Regions from separate parts of the Zea mays genome. Here region 1 is linked to region 2. Evidence: chromatin contacts called from public Hi-C data. All regions are on one chromosome and are shown on one strand. The core of a region is the stretch at or near the end of the contact, and the rest is flanking DNA. Distances in the headings are between cores, read along the strand shown.

What was found. A called contact is a pair of places that touch in the nucleus more often than the background predicts.
Region 1: a Hi-C map of root tip shows a contact between it and region 2, with 2.9 times the contacts expected there. The contact joins the promoter of LOC100382444 here to the promoter of LOC541870 in region 2. A contact is called at or near these places in 9 of 25 Hi-C or Micro-C datasets (bundle sheath, ear, endosperm and 4 more) and 1 of 3 datasets of contacts at active chromatin or transcription factors (leaf).

What each region holds. Positions count from the first base shown.
Region 1 is chr1:226,122,891-226,127,868 of Zm-B73-REFERENCE-NAM-5.0, reverse strand. LOC100382444 reads left to right here and starts at 3,493. Exons shown (of 1, transcript NM_001175186.2): 1 at 3,493-4,978. The coding sequence starts at 3,550.
Region 2 is chr1:225,921,499-225,926,827 of Zm-B73-REFERENCE-NAM-5.0, reverse strand. LOC541870 (chloroplast RNA splicing 1) reads left to right here and starts at 2,164. Exons shown (of 9, transcript NM_001111538.2): 1 at 2,164-2,874. The coding sequence starts at 2,170.

The sequences.
Region 1 (4,978 bases), core at 2,244-4,743, 200 kb before region 2:
GTGCTAGAAAGAGTATTGTCACTGTTAGGTGAGTCTTCGTCCAATGTTGAAGGTGCATTGGAACTAAACTATCACTTAAACTGGGAAAAAATAGCATCTAACAGTAAATCATCTTCACATATAGCATATAACAGTAAATCAGACTAATATGTCTAAACTGGTCACTAAATGCCTAAACTGGAACTCAATCTTGGAATCAAATCTGGTTTCTCGGCAAAAATGACGGTTTATTGGTCCAAAATGGCGGTTTACCGATCCAAAATGGCGGTTTACCAACGGTTTTCGTTTTTTTTATGTTTTTTTTTCAAATTTTTTAAATTTGGGACGAATTTAAAAAAACCGGTGGTTAACCAAAATTACGCCCCATCGGTTTCGGTAAATCGATCGATTTACCGCTAAAACTGACCTGTTTTGAAAACCTTGAGTGTACCTAGCCATGAGTTAGCTCATGTGCATTGTCTCACTGCTTTAGTGTTTGAGAGTATCCAAGGATCGAATTGGGACGGCCGCTAAGATTTTTTTAAAGAATATTTTAATGTCTCATATTCATCACTCTTGTTGCCTGATCGATCCTTAAGAATAAAGAATATGATAATTGATAAGATGACGACGTGATGTAGCTCTATATCGTTAGAGGGTATTTGGTTTTTAGGTTCTAATTTTTAGTCCTCCCATTTTATTTCAGTTTAATCCCTAAATTGTTAAAAACTAAAACCAAAACTTTATTATTTAGCAATTTAGAAATTAAAATGTAATAAAATAGATGGACTAAAATTAGTTCTTAGAAAACAAACAAGCAAACACTCTTTTAGACTTTATTTGAGTACTCTAGTATTCATCTCAATCCATATGTATTGAGCTGGATTATCGAATAATTTAGTTTAATTTACACCTCAATCAACCTCAATACATGTGGATTGAGTTGAATACTAGAGTATCAAAACAAAGCCTTAGGCTAGTTTAGGAGCCACAACCTATACAGATTGAAGGGGCTAAAATCATATTCTTATTTAATTTTGGATATGGAGTAGATTTTAGCCCCATATTTTCTAGCTCCCAACTAGGCCTTAATAGTTTCCGCGTAGAAGGTTCCCCAGCCGCGATTCTTCACATTGTTTATCCTTCGATTGAAAAAAAAACACGGAGCTGTGTTGACCTGTCACGGACTACGCAGGTTGCTATCTAGGAGTATATTTTGTAGTACATGTACCAGTGCAAAGTACACATGCAGATCCTGTGTCGGATTGGACTGACCATACTTCTCAAAATCAAATTAGGATAAATATGTGTCGGATATGTGTGCATGATGGCCTCACACGCTCATGGAGAGAAGTCCAATTCAGCAGGTGCCGCCAAAAAGTCCTCCGAAGACCGCAGAAAAAAGAAGCTGGCACACCAACCTTGTCCTATTAATAATTAAGTTTTAGTACTTAATAATCAACACGACCAATTAAACTAACATCGTTTATTAGTATCATATAGAAACCTCAAACATATCATGTACAATCAGCTATTATATTGCAACGATTTAGGGGTGTTTGTTTTTTAATTAATTTTTAGTCTTTCATTTTATTTTTGTCGGGACCATAATTAGGGGTACTCCCAAGACTCCTAATCTCAGCTGGTAACCCCCATCAGCACAAATCTGCAAAGGCCTAATGGACACGATTCAGGTAAGGCTCCGTCCACTCAAGGGACACGATCTCGCCTCGTCCGAGCCCGGCCTCGGGCAAAGGCAGCCGACCCAGGAGGATTCACGTCTCGCCCGAGGGTCTCCTCAAGCAACGGACGCACCTTCGGCTCGCCCGAGGCCCAGGCTTCGCGGAGAAGCAACCTTGGCCAGATCGTCACGCCAACCGACCGTATCGCAGGAGCATTTAATGCAAGGATCGACTGACACCTTATCCTGACGCGCGCTCCTCAGTCGACAGGGCCGAAGTGACCGCAGTCACTTCGCCGTTCCACTGACCGACATGACAGAAAAACAGCGCCGTCTGCCCTGCTCCGACTGTTGTGCCACTCGACAGAGCAAGGCTGACAGCAGCTAAGTCCAGCCTCGGACGCCATAGGAAGCTCCGCCTCGCCCGACCCCGGAGCTCGGGCTCAACCTCGACGACGGACGACGGACTCCGCCTCGCCCGACCCCAGAGCTCGGACTCAGCCTCGACCTCGGACGACGGACTCCGCCTCGCCCGACCTCAGGGCTCGGACTCAGCCTCGACCTCGGACGACGGACTCCGCCTCGCCCGACCCCAGGGCTCGGACTCAACCTCGACCTCGGAAGACGGACTCCGCCTCGCCCGACCCCAGGGCTCGGACTCAGCCTCGACCTCGGAGGAGCCTCCGCCTTGCCCGACCTCGGGCTCGGACCGACCACGTCACAAGGGGGCCATCATTACCCTACTCCTAGCTAGCTCAGGCTACGGGGAACAAGACCAGCGTCCCATCTGGTTCGCCCCGGTAAACAAATAATGATGGTATCCCGCGTGCTCCATGACGACGGCGGCTCTCAGCCCCTTACGGAAGCAAGGAGACGTCAGCAAGGATCCGACAGCTCCGACAGTTGTACTTCCACAGGGCTCAAGCGCTCCTCCGACGGCCACGACATCACATGAACAGGGCGCCAAAACCTCTCCGACAGCCACGACAGCATGTACTTAGGGCTCTGGCTCCTCTCTGCTAGACATGTTAGCACATTGCTACACCCCCCATTGTACACCTGGGCCCTCTCCTTACGTCTATAAAAGGAAGGTCCAGGGCTCTCGTACGAGAAGGTGGCCGCGCGGGAGAACGGGCCGACGCGCAAGGCTCTCTCTCTCTCCCTCGCGAATGCTTGTAACCCCCTACTGCAAGTGCATCCGCCCTGGGCGCAGGACAACACGAAGGCCACGGTTTCCCCTTACTGTCTCTCCCCCTTTGTGTTCCGTCTCGCGCCGACCCATGCAGGCTGGGACACGCAGCGACAATTTACTCGTCGTTCCAGGGACCCCCGGGTTGAAACGCCGACAATTTTATTTTAATTCCTAAATTTCTAAATATTTTGTATTTAACAATTTAAAGACTAAAATATAGTAAAATAGAGAGTCTAGAATTAATCTCTATAGACCAAACACCTCTAATTCTTAGTCTCTCCAATTAATTTTATTTTAGTACTTAAATTAACAAATACGAAAACTAAAACTTTATTTTATTTTTTGTATTTGATAATTTAAAAACTAAAATAGAATAAAATATAGAGACTAAAAATTAGCATCTGAAAACTATACGTTAGCACATGCGTCATGATGCGTGATTACTCGCGAAAAGTCCACCCCAGCAGAGAATAGAATTAGGAATGGAATCAGCCACCAGCCCACCACCAACACCTATGTTTCACTGGCCTGTTATCATGTCGACACCACACCACCCATACGGAGGAGCTTTTGGAGTCACGTGGCTTTATTTGCCTGTATATATACTCCGTAGGCCGTAGCCGTACGAGTATAGTCACAAGAAACACAGGCAAACGAGAAGATCTGCAACCAGAGAGTGAGACCGGATCGGACGGAAATGGAGAGAGCAACAGCGGACCCTCACTTCCTGCTGCTTCCATGGCAAGGAGCCATCAGCCACATCATCCCCATGACCGACATCGGCCGCCTCCTCGCCTCCCACGGCGCGGCGGTCACCATCATCACGACGCCCGCCAACGCGCTGCTCGTGCAGAGCCGCGTGGAAGACCTCGCCGCGGCACTGCACCGTCCGCACGGGCACGGCGCGGCAGGGACGATCACGGTCACCGCGATCCCGTTCCCAGCGGCGGAGGCCGGCCTGCCTGAGGGCAGCGAGAGGCTCGACCTCCTCCGGTCCCCAGCCGACGTGCCACGCTTCTTCCACGCCAACAGACTGTTCGGCGAGGCGGTGGCGCGCTACTTCCGCGGCGAGGCTCTGCCGCCGCGCCGCCGCCCGAGCTGCGTCGTCGCCGGGATGTGCCACGCGTGGGCGCTCGGCCTAGCGCGCGAGCTTCGCGCGCCGTGCTACATCTTCCACGGGTTCGGCGCGTTCGCCCTGCTCTGCGTCGAGTACCTCTACAAGCACAGGCCGCACGAGGCGGTTTCGTCGGCAGACGAGCTCTTCAGCATCCCGGCCCTGCCGGCGTTTGACTGCAGGGTCTCGCGCGCGCAGCTGCCGCAGCATTTCGCGCCATCCACTTCCATGGGCGGCGGGACGCTACAGGAGATACGGGAGTTCGACGTGGCAGTGGACGGCGTCGTGGTGAACAGCTTCGAGGAGCTCGAGCACGGCTCCTGCGAGCTTCTCGCGGCAGCGACCGGCAAGACCGTCGTCGCCGTCGGCCCCGTCTCGCTGTGCCATCAACATCCCATGACAATGACAGACGACGGCGGCGGCGGCGACAGGCGGGTCCTGGAGTGGCTGGACACCAAGGAGACCAAGTCTGTGGTGTACGTCAGCTTCGGCAGTGCCGGGTGCATGCCACCCGCGCAGGTCGTGCAGCTAGGCATGGCTCTAGCGTCGTGCGCCTGGCCTGTTGTCTGGGTGCTCAAGGGCGCCGACTCCATGCCCGACGACGTCAAGGAGTGGTTGCGTGAGAGCTTGGACGACAAGCAGTGCTTGCTGGTGCGAGGCTGGGCTCCCCAGGTCGCCATCCTTGCTCACCGCGCCGTCGGCGGCTTCCTCACGCACTGCGGGTGGGGCTCGACTCTGGAGGCCATTGCCGCCGGCATGCCCATGGCCACCTGGCCGCTCTTCGCCGAGCAGTTTATCAATGAAAGGCTCGTCGTGGACCTGCTTGGTGTTGGGGTGTCTGTAGGCGTGACAAAGCCAACAGAAAACATCCTCACTGCCAGCAAGCTCGGAGCGGATGTCGAGGCGGAGGTGGGTATGGAACAAGTGGCGAAGGCCTTGGAGAGGCTGATGGATCAGGGTAGCCAAGGGGAACACAGGAGGAGGAAGGCTCAGGAGCTCAAGGCCAAGGCAA
Region 2 (5,329 bases), core at 915-3,414:
AGCGCTGCCTTCGCTGCTTCGTCAACGGATGGGGCTGCCTTCGAGCTAGCTCTCTTGAGTGCCATCGCGGGTGTTTTTTTCGTAGCACGAACGGTGGGCGCCAAATGTTGGAACTTGCTCTCTTGGGCAAGTTGATCCAACGGGGGAGTGAAAGCAACGCAAACAAGGTTTCGACTCGAGATGGCAATAGCTCTGTTAATCCAGCCTCTCAAGGGCACTATACGGGGGTATTTATAGGTGCCTGAGTGCCCAACGTCTCAATGCAAAGACGCATGTACCCTCAGGCACCTGGACTATACCCGAAATATTCCTATAAAGGAGGGTTACAGACTGCCATTACAGAAAAGCTATTACAAATCGGGCCCGTAACACACTTAGCCTCGCGGGGCCTGTTATAACGGGCTGAATTCCTCGTGGGCCTCCGGGTTGGACGAGAAGGCGGGACGGGGCGACCTCGTCGTAGGCCTTCGTCTTGTAGTGTAGTGGACGAAGGGTGGACGTCGGTCGTTTCGCCTCCGTTGGTGCAGCGAGATTGGCGAAGGCATCGAGCGAAGGGTAGCGTCTTCGCCTTCACCCCAACAAGGATGAAACCCCCCAAAAATCTCGAGAACTCACCACGAGTGAGGAAAAAGAAATTCATTTGAATGCTTGAGCCAAAAATTGCTTGTATGAATCTTTTAGCATGAAATTTTTCAATCAAATATTCACATTAAAAACTGCTAATGGATTTGGCTAAAATTACATGAGCTCCATGACAACACATTCAATGTCCGTGAGCAAAAAAACATTACCTAGTCTTAAATGATTACAATTCTAAAATGTCTCATCCTGTCATCTAAAATGTTGATATGATACACTATTAAATGGATATGAAATCACTATAAACTACCTTACAAATCAAAGACCTAGAACGATGGGATCATGTCTCATCACCCTAATTGGCGATGGATGAACTCATTGCCCTCTCCTCATGAGTATACATGCCTAAATGGGTGGGCCGGGTCAACCTGGCCCGATCCCGGCTAGGCCCAACACGGGTTGGGATGGTGCCGGCCCGACCTGAATTAGAAAGCGGGTCGTGCCGTGTCAGCCCACGGACCTCGAGCAAGGCCTAGGTACGACACGTTAAGGTATTAACTGTGCCGGGCCGACCCACACCCGATGGGACTAACGTGCCTGTAATAGTATATGGCGTTTAAATGATAAAATTGTGTTAAAAATCTGTATATATGAAGGTTTAAACCATAGTTATTAGCTATAAACACTTATTTACACCCACATAACCAACAAAACAAGCATGTTTCTTGTATTTTATACTCTATATTCAAGTATATTGTATAAAAATGAAAAAAACGGGTCGTGGTGTGCCTAGCTCGCCGTGCCACGCCTTAGGCACATGCATGGCCCGGTGATTGGGTCGGGCCGACACGAGCCCGCTTCGCTTCGTGTTATGCCGAGTTTGAGCCGGACTAAACCTGTGTCGGGTTTCGGGTCGCCTCGCAAACCCGACCCACTAGACATCTATACTCAGTGTTTAAGGCGACAACATCATTTTTTGCCGGTATTCGAAAGACATCTCACTTTAAGTTTTTTTTCTAGAAAATTTATAAGGATAGAAGATGAAATAAGACATAAAGTATAATATAAGCATCTTAGACTCCCACCGTTCATAAATATATAACACCGTTGACTTTTTAAAAAAAACTTTGACCACTTGTATTATTAATAAAATAAATTATTATTTATTTTATTGTGATTTGTTTTATTATTTAAGGTAGTTTATGCTTGATTTAAAATTTTATATTTTTGAATAAATATTTTGAATAAGACGAGTGGTCAAAGTTTTAAACTCTGACCACTCGTCTTGTTCAAAACAAATGAGTTATTATTTATTATATTGTGATTTATTTTATTATTTAAGGTAGTTTGTGCTTGATTTAAAATTTTATATTTTTGAATAAATATTTTAAATAAGATAAGTGGTCAAAATTTAAAAAAAATCAATAATGCCATATATTAGCTGAACTAAAGATCCAATCCGATGCTTGGGGGTTCTGCCTGACCAGTGACCACCACGGCACCACTCATCCTAGATTCCTAGCCGCACGCGCTGGGCACACGGTCGTTGTGAACGGATGAGTGAGGCGGAGTGAGCAACGGGACCCCCACATGGCGCCACCGCCGCTGCCCCTCTTCTCCCCGTCCCTAAAGGCCCCGCCGCCGCCGCCATGGCTCCACGGGTCCTCTACCCAAAGCCGCGACTCCGCACCCCCGGTGCCTCCACTCCCCGCCGAGGCAACTCCTTCCAAGTTCCGCATCGACAGCCCCAAACCGGCACCGGCAAGGAAAAACACCAAAACAGCAGCCAAGCCCCTCACTGCCGGAGTCCCCGGGGGCCGCACCCACCGAGCGGTCCTCGGCATCATCCGGCGCGTCCGCTCCCTCGAGCTCTCCGATGCTCCGAGTCCGAATTCCGTCCACACCAGCAACAGCGGTGCCGCCGCCGCCGCATTCCACCTTACGATCGAGCTGTCCCCGCCGCGGGAACCAGGCCAATATGTGGTTGAGAAGGAGAAGTCACGGGCTGTTCCGTGGGCGGCTGCTAGGGACGAGGGCCTCAAGGTTGCGCTGCGGCGGGAGAAGAAGCCGCGGGAGCCGACGCGCGCGGAGACCGAGCTGGAGACCCACGAGCTGCATCGCCTGCGGCGGTTGGCGCGTGGGATAGGCAGGTGGGCGCGGGCCAAGAAGGCCGGAGTCACCGACGAGGTAGTCAAGGAGGTGCGAAGGGAATGGGCCAGTGGTGAGGAGCTCGCCGCCGTGCGCATAGTCGAGCCACTCCGCCGGTCCATGGATCGCGCCAGGGAAATTCTTGAGGTGAGTAACACCATGAGGCTATTCTTGCTAGTTTCTAGAGTCCTTAGGATGTCACCGGATCCCTGTTTGACCATTCATTACTTGATAAGTGTGGGTGTTTGTTTCAGATTCTGACCGTATCGGCTTTTGTCGGCAAAAGGCTTCGCTTCTGGCTTCTGTAATGAGGCCACAACTAGGATAGGATTAGGGTTTGCGACTTTAATCAGGACGCAACTTGGCTAGAGAGGATAGACTCGGGCTCGACCTCCTTGACCGAGCTAGAGAACACACCCAACATTCTCCCTTTTTCTTTATTTTCTTGTTTTTTAACTTTCTATGTTTCACCCTTGGACAAATTTACACACCAAGACCAATGCGTTTCAATGATCAATTATGTGCCAATAAACTTATTGACTATAACATGCAGATGCTCCCCTGCCTCAGAATGGAGTAACGTTCTATATGTTTGTTTCTATAGCCGCTTCATTTAGAATCATAGACTTTCCTTTAATCCTATGTCGACTATGTGCTATCCAAACACACTGGGTAGAAGGCCTTTGGTGAGCGAATTTGCTAGCATCTGATGGGTTTTGCTATGCTAAAAAATGGTTTGATCCTGAATTTTCTTCTTAAGAACATCACTTAATGTCAACAAACATGACAACACCACTTGACTTGTTCTAGGAGTAGAATACCGTTGTTGGAGTAGAATACTGCTGGCTCATTATCGCAATACATTCTGGGTGGTCTTTCTATTCTACCAATCACTCTTAATCAGGTATAAATTTCATTACTCACATCGCTTGCCCAGTTGCCTCATATGATGCCACAAACTCAGCGTGCATTCCATAGTTTTTAAGGTGGTAAGGCGACATAAGGCACCCAACCCCCCTTTTTTAGCTTTTAGGCAGTAAAGTGTAACACAAGGTGACGCCTTAATTATATAATAAAATACAAAATTAGTATATTACTTAGACCAAATAGTGTAGAATTTGTTGATAACTTTCTACAAATTTCCACAGCTTTCCTTTGTCCGTCACCTTCCCTATTCCTTATTATGTTAAAATTGAAAAAGAAAAGGAAAAAGAGAGATGGAGAGCGTCCAGCCCATCCAGCCCACTTAAAGCACAACAAAGCCACCAGCCCACCACATCTATACCCTAATCATCCTGTTCTCGTGCTTTCGTGCATAGTCGCAGTGCCGCACATAGCCGCCGCCTAGGAAGACGCGCGCCTGCGCGCCGCAGAGGGAGGGCGCCGCTGTGGAAGGGAGTACCGGCGGGTGGAGTAGGAGGGTCGCACAACTGCGCGACAACAGAAGCGAGATGTCACCGCCCTCGACAGGAAAGCCGCCACCCCACAGTCCGCGCCTCCATCTGAACCCCCTCTCCAACCCTACCCAAGGCCAAGGCGTCCACTATCCAACGCCTTATGGATGCCTTGTGCCCCAAAGGCGACACTCTAGCCTAAGGCGGATGCCTTGCGCTGGCGAGTAAGGCTACTGCGACGCCTTGCCCTGCAACCTCGCCTTACCGCTTTAGCGACTCTTTAGCATCGTTTTAGGGACGCCTTAATAACTATGGTGCATTGTCAGCGATACAACAAATGTGTGTTTACAACTCTTGTAAGAAACAACCCCGCAACAGTGTGAAGATATATCTAGAAGTGGACTTCAACGTACCAACACATCTTGCATAGTTAGCATCTGAATACCTGACTTTCTCAAGCGAACTAGATCTTTTATATGTAAGCATGAGACCTTTTGTGCTTGGTCTAGATCAAAGACACAAGAAATAAGGAGGTGATCAATAGAATCCTTTTTCTAATTGCGAAAAGGCACTTCTCCATATGATCAAGACCTCTTTTTTCTAGCCGATATTTGTTGTCCAAAACCTTAGAGCTACTAGCAACATAAAGTAGCGGAATTGGGGACGTTTCCTTGTTCTGGCCTCAATTGAAGTCAAGATTAGGGTTAGGATTCTCAACCCAACTAATCCAGCCTCTCTGAGTTCGATCGTTCTTCTATATTCTTATGGACTAGAGTCAAGATAGGACCTCAAAACGACTCCAATACCATCGCTAGTTTCTAGAGTCCTTAGGATGTCACTGAGGCCCCACTTGATCGTCCATTTCTTGGTAGGATACATGTTTATCTAGATCTATTAACTCAGAGAGAGGAGAGAGGGGATAGATCGGGGCTGATACCTTTGGGGCTGAGAATCTAGGTAGCACTAGTCATTGTTGTAGGGTATGTTGTGGGATCTGACGTCTAAGTGCCCTCTTGCTCCTCCTAGCGCAGTAGGGATCTGTGTAGGGGCGTCGGTGGTCGGTGCAGTGGGTGCACTTGGGTCAACCGGCGCCATGATCAAGGCAATTCTGGTCACTAGGGATCTAAAGGTGATTGGGGCCTTAGGTAATGTGGCGAGTAGGGTTCGCGAAGGCAGGAAGCGTTGGCTTCCATGCGGTGCCCTGTCCC